2 separate regions of the Dromaius novaehollandiae genome follow, and region 1 is linked to region 2. A link is a contact called in public Hi-C data. All regions are on one chromosome and are shown on one strand. Each heading gives the region's core, a stretch centred on a gene start, on an enhancer-like site or on the middle of the called end of the contact. The rest is flanking DNA. Distances are from core to core; before and after follow the strand shown.

Region 1 (4,981 bases), core at 1,366-3,865, 46 kb before region 2:
TTGGAAGTATTTAAGTCCCAATAAAATTCTGGGTTTTTTTGAGGGAAAGGAAAGGAGATATTTTAAAGGATTTCTCCAAGTCACCCGTAAGTACAGGAATATTACCTAAATGTTGCAAACTGCAGTCCATCTTGCCTGAAGCAACAACTCAGTGCTAGATTTTTAAGACAACACAAAGGCCCATGTTGGTGATTGCTGAACCTTATCTTAAGAGCACCACCTGGGTATTTTGACCTTTGCTCCTTGCTCAGCTCTTACTACTGGGCAATGCAACAGCAATGCCCTCATTAGTACCAGATTGGACTTTCCTGTGTTCCTCCTCAGATTGACTCCTGTGCTTAAAGCAACAATGCTCTACAAGATGAGCCAGAGAGCAGCCAAAGCACAAGCTATTGAGTGCCTAGGTCAGGAAACATGAAACGGCTTGCAGAATTAAGGCCACCATAAATATTCTCCTTCCAAGAGACTCCAAACTGGTATCATTACATATGCAGTTATCATTTTATACCTCCATTTTCTACTTTTCCCTTCATCATCTACACACATGCAGATGGGAAAGCAATAACTTAAATGCCAAGATTGCTCACAAAAACCCAACCAAATGTGTGTGGATGGGGGGATTTGCTTTTTTAAAATGAGAAATAGGTTAAAACTAAAAGCTTCATGCTCTAGAGTACACTGTGCCTACCACATTTCCACAGAGCATCTGAAATCCTGTGCCCGTTGTTAAAGAAAACCATAGTACAACTTCGCCACCTGCTTTGTTTTAATTCTCCATGTGCTAACACCCTTCTTTCTTGGCATTGGCAGAGCAAGAAACACAGCCCATCCACGCTACTAAGAGTCTCAAAACCATTCCAGCACAACACCCCTTATCCTAGCACTAACTTATTAGCTAGAAAGGAAAAAAAACAAAAAAGAAATTGTAGACATAATCATTTATCCACAGTAAGACATTAATTTGGGTTTAAACAGATGGGAACAAGAAGCACAGTGGCTACATTGCTATGTTGAGACACTTCTTTCTGTAACACTGGTACCTTATTTTCACCAAGTAAGTTAAGCTAAACCTGAACATGCACAAACAAGTCTTTGACAAACCTTAGTCGACGCACATTAAGTTATCTATATATGGTTTGGAGCAGCTTTCACTACTGATTATTTTACTATTATATCACTCACAGTAAATTCAGCTGAGCTGAAAATCTACTATGCAAGAACCCACAAAGGGAAGAGAACAGCCATTACACAGAGCAGAAGGGGCTCCCCAGCCCAAAACTGCTCCTCCCAAGCCATTTCAGATGGAAACACTGCCACTTATGCCAGCTTGCAGGCTGCAACCATCAAAAACAATTCAGGCACCACAAAAAGAGAGCTACATTCCTCCCATCCACACTTCCCCACACTGCCACAGCCAACTAAGCCAGCTCCTACCTGCTGGAGGTCTTCCCGTGCTGGGTTTTTAACAGGGAAAACCACCCAAAGCAGCAAGGACCACAGGGTGGGCGAGGGAACACGGTGTTACCTCAGCAGGGCGGGTGCTGCCTCAGCGGGGCCAACAGCCCCTCCCCGTTCCAGAAGGTTCCGGAAGGTTCCGGGCCCCTCTCAGGGCTCCCCTCAGCAATCAGCTGCTCAGTGACAGCACCTGGGGGGCCCCACCCTTCCTCCCCTCACAGGCCTCCGCCCAGCTACCCTGCGTTTCGACACTCCACAGAAATAAAGTGAACTAATAGCAGGTTTTCCCCTCTAAATCCTCTGCTCCAGCCCAAGGCTGTGTGCAGGTAATGGGGGCCGAGGCGTGCTCCCCTCTGGGGGAGAGGCTCGTGAGAGGGCAGCCCTGCCTCAAGCCTTTAGGGCTGGCTCCTGCCGCCTGCCCACGCTGGAGAAGGGCTGCCCTGCGCGTTTTCAGCGTCCCGCCTTGTGTATTGGCGGTCCCAGGGCAGCACGTGTAGTTGCAACTCCAAAATACGCCGTTAGGCTGCAGAGCCTGCACCCGCAGCCTGGCCCATCAGCTTCTCCCCGTGCTCCTCACGCCTAAAATGGAGCCTTTCCTCGTGATGGCACCCGATGCTCGACACCCTGGGCAGGGTGCTATTTTGTGCGTGAAAGTGGAAACAAGTCCCAGGGTGAGACTCCGCTGGGGTCTCCGATGCCACGTGTACTGCCCTATCGTGCACACAAACGTACCATTCACGTGCAGCGAGCCGGGTGTCTCCCCGAGCACCAAATTTTTCCTTGTGCCTTTGTGGAGAATGTCAGGAAGGAGGGCTGGAAACGCCGCCCAGCCCCAGCTCCTTCTGAAGTTTGCGCAGCACTTAGCATAATGGCCAGGGGTATTTTTACATGGGGGCCTCGAGGTGCCAGTGTCAAGCAAAAATATTGCCTTAAGGACCAATTTCCGGAAGCAATTTCAATTTCAAAAACAATTTATTTGGAAGGAAGAGAATTTGAGCCACCTCACATCTAGATTAACAAAGACCTAATAAAAAAACACGGAGTTATATCTGCAGATCAGCAGGGCCTGTTCAAATCCTGTTTTCACAGCTGCACTGTATGAGCCGGACCGCAAAGGTCAGGTCTCGAAATTTTCCATAGGTGGCAGCATTAGTGCAGCGTTTCGGCGAGGAACTGGAGACAGCAGCATTGCTGCTTCAGCAGCAGCAGCAGCCTCACTTATGGGAAAAGCCTTCTAGGAAAGAATTACTTTTCTATACTGCTGTCACCCAGCACAGGCAGCCCTACACACCTAGAGGACAAATTAAAAAAACACCCAGTAGAAAGGCTGTAATTGCACCTGAACTAGCCTTTATGATGAACTCGATATGAGTATCACTACGTTGTAGCTTTGGGTAGGCCTGGTATTGCTGATAAAAGCAGCCCTTACTTTCAGAGCTTTATTGTTTCTATTAAGAGTTAGCATGAGACCCTTGTGAAGGGGCATATTTTTGCCAACCTGTTTTCTTTGGGGTTTCGTTGCCTCTGGAAGAATCTCATTCTTTCCAGCGGTAGCTGTTACGTGAAACATATATGAAATGGCCCACAAGTATGAAGCAACTTGGTAATTCTCACATCCCCATGTTACATGCCTGTATTGTGTCTATGGGCTGTTTAAAGTGATTCGTATAAGCCCCCTGAGAAGCTATTAGCAACCACCATCAAATTAGGGTTCATGCAGAGTATTGGCTTAACCACAGCCTGAAGTTCCCTGCTTATATCCATAGTGCATGTAACAACAAGCAAGCTGCCTCAGATCGCCTTGCTAGCATATCCCACACCAGGCTCTAAGGAAAAGATAGCATTTTCTGTACGCTTGGGAATAAAATTCTCAAATGTTGGGGGAAGAGATCACCCCTGCCATGTTTGTACACAGCTGTTTCACATATAATAAACCTTACCAGACCCAAAAAGGTCTTGACGCTCCGCAGTACTATGCCAATACTCTCGAAAACATCAGCCCAACAAGCAGACAATATTCTTAGAGCCAAATAAAGCTGCATTGTGGATTGGATTTGACTGAAGAGCTATAGGTTGAACAGCCCTTTTTTAGGGATCATCTCCCAGAAAGGATTTCCAGGACTCACTCATAAATTCATTCTTTAGTCTTTCTGATGTCCCTAGGAATAAAGAGTATCAGCCAGGATGATGGCTTTTAGTTTCAAGGACACCTGTCCTCTAGGAATTAGACTAAAACCCAGAAAAAGCTCATTCCTTGCAGGCCAGTAAACAGTTAATAGCAACAATTCAGTTTTTTCCAGTTTGGAAACTTGTGAACTGCCAGTCTGGAAGTGAAAGATTACATATGCCACTTCTAAAATCCTGAACACTCCTTGCCCCTGATAAAAGTATGGGAGAGAGACATGGTGGGGAGGAGGGGAAAGTATATGTCATTTCAATCATCATCTTTCAGCTGCTTGAAAGATAACTATCAGTGGATATATTTCACTGCATGTCTAATGGGAGAGCATAAGGTAACATTATCATTTTTATGGGTCAGAAGACCTCTTGGGACATGGGGGAGCTAAGCAGTATATATGTCTTTTCTCAGCTGGAAAAGTGACACATATATAACATTTCCCACCCAAAATTGAAAGGGTAGCAGTAAAATCGCAGCTGAGTCATGAATCTAGCTCCAATTTAGAAGTTAAACCAGCAATCTGGTTGAAGAACTCTGTAGAGAAAAGGAAAAAAATGCTAAAATGCTTTTTCTACTCTTCATCTCACCTTTGCCAACCAACTTCATTTCCTATAGGATAGGTTAACACAGACGCTTACCTGAAATACAAGAATTTCTGATGTGAATCTTTTCACAGTATCAGAGGAAAGTCCTGAAAGGTGCAAACCTCACTGGAATCAAGACTGCAGTACTTTAAACCAGTTAAATATTCATTTTGAGTTTCAGCATTGCAAGCGTCTGCTACGTGTTCTTAAGATCCATATAACAGGCATTAAATTGTGCACAGTTCCACTGGTGAGTATTAAACAGGACTTACTTACATTTTAATAACCGACTAGCAACTTCAGAAATGTATCCTCTAGCTTCTTCAAAAACCTCATAAACGTATCTTTTTCAGATTAGCAAGCAAATTAGGAGTAAATTATGGGGTTGTGGAGTCTGCTAAGAAAATATCCTGCCAATAACAAATTCTGGCCTCCGAGGCTAGCGTTGTCTTTTTATTGTGTTATCGATATAGCTGCTCTCACCAGGCACCCTTAATCATACTTTCCTGCTTTTTTACAAAAGGAGCATGTTATTTTTCCTTTCAACATGAATTAGGTGAATAAAAGCCCTAATACCAATGTAACTATAGTATCACAACGCGTGCCTTAAACTGGTACAATTTATTTTGCATTGTGAGACTTGGATTGACTGGATGGCATGCATACATTTTCAGTGGTATGGCTTACTATAGATGGAGAGAAATTAAGAAAATTTGGGGGTTACTCCCCTACACCAGCACACCTAAAGTTTAACTTTTAGCTG
Region 2 (4,561 bases), core at 416-2,915:
TTTATAGTTTGAATAGAAATAGAAAGCAAGCAAAGACTTCTTGTCTCGTAACAGAGGAAAAGTCTGGCAATTCCGTGTCTCTTTAACATGCAAGATGGATGACTTCTGCTTCTCTTTTAGATTTTGGGAGAAATCTACTCGGAAGGTTGAACAGGAAATTAGGTACTCTGGAAGACTTGTCAGTTTACCTTGTGCAGGACAACTGCTGAAAGGAGCAACCTGATGTATGTTACGATGCTCTTGCTAGAAAAGCCTAAGCCATCACTGTGTCCTCCTGCTTCGAGTTAGAATAATTGATATTTGTGGTAGTAACTCTCTTTTACTACAAAATTGGAGAGAATTCTAGTTTCTAAAAGAGAAAACAAAATGACAGTTTATTATCTGGACCTCCTGAGCTATGGTGACCTACGTTAGATTTTCTTCAGCTCAGGTGTTTGTTTTGACTCTCTACTGACAGTTCAGTTTGGCAAGCTTTATTTTTCTAGTTACTTAACTTAAAACTACTTTTTCTCATTACCACAAAAGACTCTATAAAGTTGTCACCTCTTTTTCCATCTTGATTTTTTTTTCCCCTATCAGTAATGCTTACACGATAATAGGAATGTTGACAGAACATGTTGTCCTTCCTGTACTTGATTCCATGCAACTTTGATGTATAGGCAATAGAGACTATCTATTACAGACATTGGAATAAAAAAGTTATGCTGTCTCTGATAAGTTCTCATAATAATCCAGTTATGTTGTAGTGCATTAACATAATGTCCTAATTCAGTATATCTGAATAGTAAAACTATAAAGTTTTTAATAGAAACTTGCCTATGAGCATATCTGTTTGGAAAGGTTACAGTAGTTTTACTCCAGAGAAGACCTACTTACAGGGAGTAAAAGCTCTTCAAGAAAGGAAGAGATTTCTGTTACTTTGAGATGTCAGATGCTGCTTGGTGTCAAGGGATCAAGCTGCCCTGTGGGCAAGACACAAAATCAGGTTTCAGAAAAATTAAGTTAATGATGTCTAAAGAAACATTTTTTAAGTTGTTTGGTTTTTTTGCTTTCTTCTTATTTGGGTTCCCCATCTGTAAGAATGATTAAATTTAGTATTCCAGTAGTGATAAGTACTCTATAGGAATGCAGATGTACATTTTCATACATCCTGTTTCATGTTTTTTGCCAAACTGGTCTTCATCCTGTGTCTGATGTTGCACTGTGGTGTTTTAAAATCTTAGTGCTTTGAAATGTCAAACTTCATCTTCTTGGTGTCAAAGATGTTTCAAGACACTTGAAGGGAGAGACAGATCTGGTGTCTCAAGGCATGGGTACTGCATATTCATTTAGTAACTCTGTGCAGGTCTGTTAGCAGGTAATGCTGATCTAGCCGTACCTTGTGAAGGGTATGGTTATCAGATAAGGTTTTGATGGCTGCTTATCTCCAGCACTGGTGCTTGAAGAGGAGGGCATTGAAATGAACTCTGCAGTAAATACTAGAATAACTCATATTTCTTAAAGCCACTGGCATTAGTGACAGTAGAGCACCTATAATCTGCTGCTTGCTCAGATGTTCCTCCCTCACGCTGTTTGCTTATGGAAGGTATCATTTACAAGCTCCTGGGCAGTGAGAGCAGCCCTCTGTGTTTGCAAGACTCCCACCTAGAGACTGTAGCAAAAAATAGCATGCACAAAAGGGAGGAGGCAGAGAGACGGCAGTGCATTCTATAGATGCTCTCTTGCCCGTTGCAGCACTGAAGGACTAAAATCACCCTATGTGTAATTATCACTGGAATTCTAGTTAGCATTTGAAAGAAAAGGCTAACATTCATTTTATTTGGCAACAAGGGTGTTAATACAGATGAAAATACACAAGCAAATCAGTGCACTGCGGAAGATGAAATGCTTCCCCTGTCAATTCTCAAACACTATTAAATCCGCCCAGTTGAACACCAGTGCCTTGATGTCTGTCTCTTGCTTTGACCAAGGTATGGGAATACAATATTCTTAACGGTGAGTTATTGGATTTAAAATGTTTGGTTGCTTTGCTTTCTAGTATTGATTTTGTATAAAATACGCATATCAGCTCTATTTTGAGATTAGTTAATAAGAAAGCATTTTTCTGCCTTTTTTTTTTTTTTTTTTTTTTTTTGCACATTGATTTTGTCCTTGGAGCAGGAGCTGTTAAGGCTTACAGTACAGAAGGGACGCTAGGCTCTATAGATGCATCTTTAGTTTAAAAATGAAGTATTAATTTTCTGTTGTGATTGCTAATAAGGAATGTATTCTTTTTTTTAATTTAAAATAATTTCAAGTACTTGGACCAATTTTATCTTCTAGATAGCTGATCAGGCATTGAAGAGTTTAAGTCCCTTGCCAACACTGAGCATGCTGTTTTTATCTTGGAGGTGTGGGGATGTTAGTGCTGAAAGTTTGTTCACTGGAAGTTCATGCAGCTAATGTACAAAAACAGGAGCTGCATCAACTTACAGATCACTGATACTGAGCTTTGTGCATATGTACGAGTCACTGAAGTATTAGGAATAAAAATCAAGGTGAGAGAGAGCTTGGATTGGAAGGCCTACTTCAGGCTGAATGAAATACAGTGTTTAAGGAGTGATCTTGAAAGTTAAAATAAAAATGCAAAAAGCGAGACTGTCTAGAACTGTTGCAGAAAAGTTGGCAAGTAGTTAACTTACCGCTATATTAGAGACTTGGGTAACTATTAAATACAGAATATATTAGATTAGCAGACTTCAGAAAACTGACTTTTTATCCCTTAATGTAAAATTTCTTTGTTGTTGCTGTGTATTGCAATAATTAAGCTTCAAGCCGAAGGCTTCTGACCTTGTAAAACTTTTGACTGACTTTCATCAATCAAGTATTATGAAGAATTTATCCATCTATTCTGTGTTTAGATTTTTCTGGCCAATTCTTCTTTGTCCCCCCCCCCCCCCCCCCCCCCCAAGCTTAGATCTGATAAATTGCCATGTTATCTCAATTCTAAGACTGGCTTAGCTTGCGGTGTTACATTTCTGAATGTGTTTTTAAAATAGTTATTTTTCTGTGAACTTGTCACTATTGAAAGATGATTTATCTTGTTTTTCTTAAATTATTTGATAACTCTCTCAAGGCCTCCTTCTGTCATAGAATTACAACAACATGGCTTGCATTGTATGGAGCAGTCAAAATCAGACTGCTTGGTTTGCTCTTTTTTCATATGTATTGAATTTGGTTACTTGTATGTTGTCTCTATACTATGTTCACCTGTGAAAGGTACACATTGAATGCCATATCTTCATCTAAATGATCTGCTTTTTAAATATTACAGATGTGAGAGAGAAATCATTTCATCTTCACAAATATGTGGATGAATGTATGAAGCAACAGTAATTTTCCAGGGGAAAAAAATGTATATTTAAGTGCACTCAGAGATTGAGGTTTTCCATGTGTGATCTGGACACTGGTATATTTACATACAAGCTTACATGATTTTTATGTACTTAACTCTATGTTCTTTGAGAGATTTCATCCTGTTTGTGTTTCTGCAGTTCTGTATAATCATGATAGGGTTGACTGTGCAAGGGTAAACTCGTATATGTCCTCTGTTCTGTGGCAATCTATACTGTATGTTAGAAAACAGAACTAAGCTCTATATAACTATTCATGCCAAGAATCTGACTCTGCATCTTTTGCCTCTGAGGATTTTGCAGCAGAGTTTGGCCTGCTCGTCTAGGCTGTCTTTGCATTGTGCAGTTTTGAGACAGACATTTGTGCTTGTAGCTGCTGTGTAATGCAGTTACTGGAAAAGAACAGCTTGCTAATGTCCTTGGAGGCCACCGCCCATGTTTGGGGCAACCCAAGAATGATGTAAACTTCACTGTGGTATTTAAATAAATAAGAGGAAAACTCACTTCAAAATGAAATAACTCTGCTGCTATCTATAAGAAGATGCTTTCCTGATGTGCTGCAGAGTAGTACCTGTTTAAATTCAGACAGTGTCTTTTGTTTAGTGGTAGCTTTCAGTTTGTAGAGCAAGTACTGGACTTACTTTTTTTTCTGAATGCTAAAAAAGAGAATGAAGAAACCCTCCAACAGAAAACTTAGATATGTTGCTTATCTGCACTGGTCTAAGAATGAAGGCAAAACAGCCTGAACTTGTATGTGTAAAAAATCTTAGGTACTTTCCTCTCCTGAAAATTAGTTTTACAGATGCTCGTGCAAGAGCAATTGCAATTTGATGAAGCTGGTGCTCAAAGAATGGTCCTTTTTCTGATTCGAATATCTGAAGCATGAGGTATATGTTTGAAAACGTAAATTGGTGTGCTTGAGCTGAATGTCATTTGTCCTTTTTATCTAGCAAAATCCGCTTTTGCTGTATAAACAGATCAATTTGCTGTTAGACATGACTGATTTTTGTATGTGTATTCACATTTAGTATAAACACTCTTATAAAAATATTAGTAGTAACATAAACCTTCCTCATCCAGAAAAAATGATACTGAAGGGTTTTCTGGAGTCAGTCTGAACTCGGATCCTAATTTTTTGTAGCTGTTTGTGTTCCACCTCCCTGCATTCC

What was found. A called contact is a pair of places that touch in the nucleus more often than the background predicts.
Region 1: a Hi-C map of brain shows a contact between it and region 2, with 5 times the contacts expected there. The contact joins two enhancer-like sites. A contact is called at or near these places in 3 of 4 Hi-C or Micro-C datasets (brain, liver and ovary).

What each region holds. Positions count from the first base shown.
Region 1 is chr26:5,636,670-5,641,650 of bDroNov1.hap1, reverse strand. No RefSeq gene overlaps it. Among named protein-coding and RNA genes, the nearest start is that of PPP2R2A, 17 kb to the right of the region's middle. Within about 2 kb of position 2,615, at least 2 of the 2 cell types and tissues checked have open chromatin away from gene starts, as enhancers often do.
Region 2 is chr26:5,590,120-5,594,680 of bDroNov1.hap1, reverse strand. The region is part of intron 2 of PPP2R2A (protein phosphatase 2 regulatory subunit Balpha); the gene reads left to right. Among named protein-coding and RNA genes, the nearest start is that of BNIP3L, 20 kb to the right of the region's middle. Within about 2 kb of position 1,665, at least 2 of the 2 cell types and tissues checked have open chromatin away from gene starts, as enhancers often do.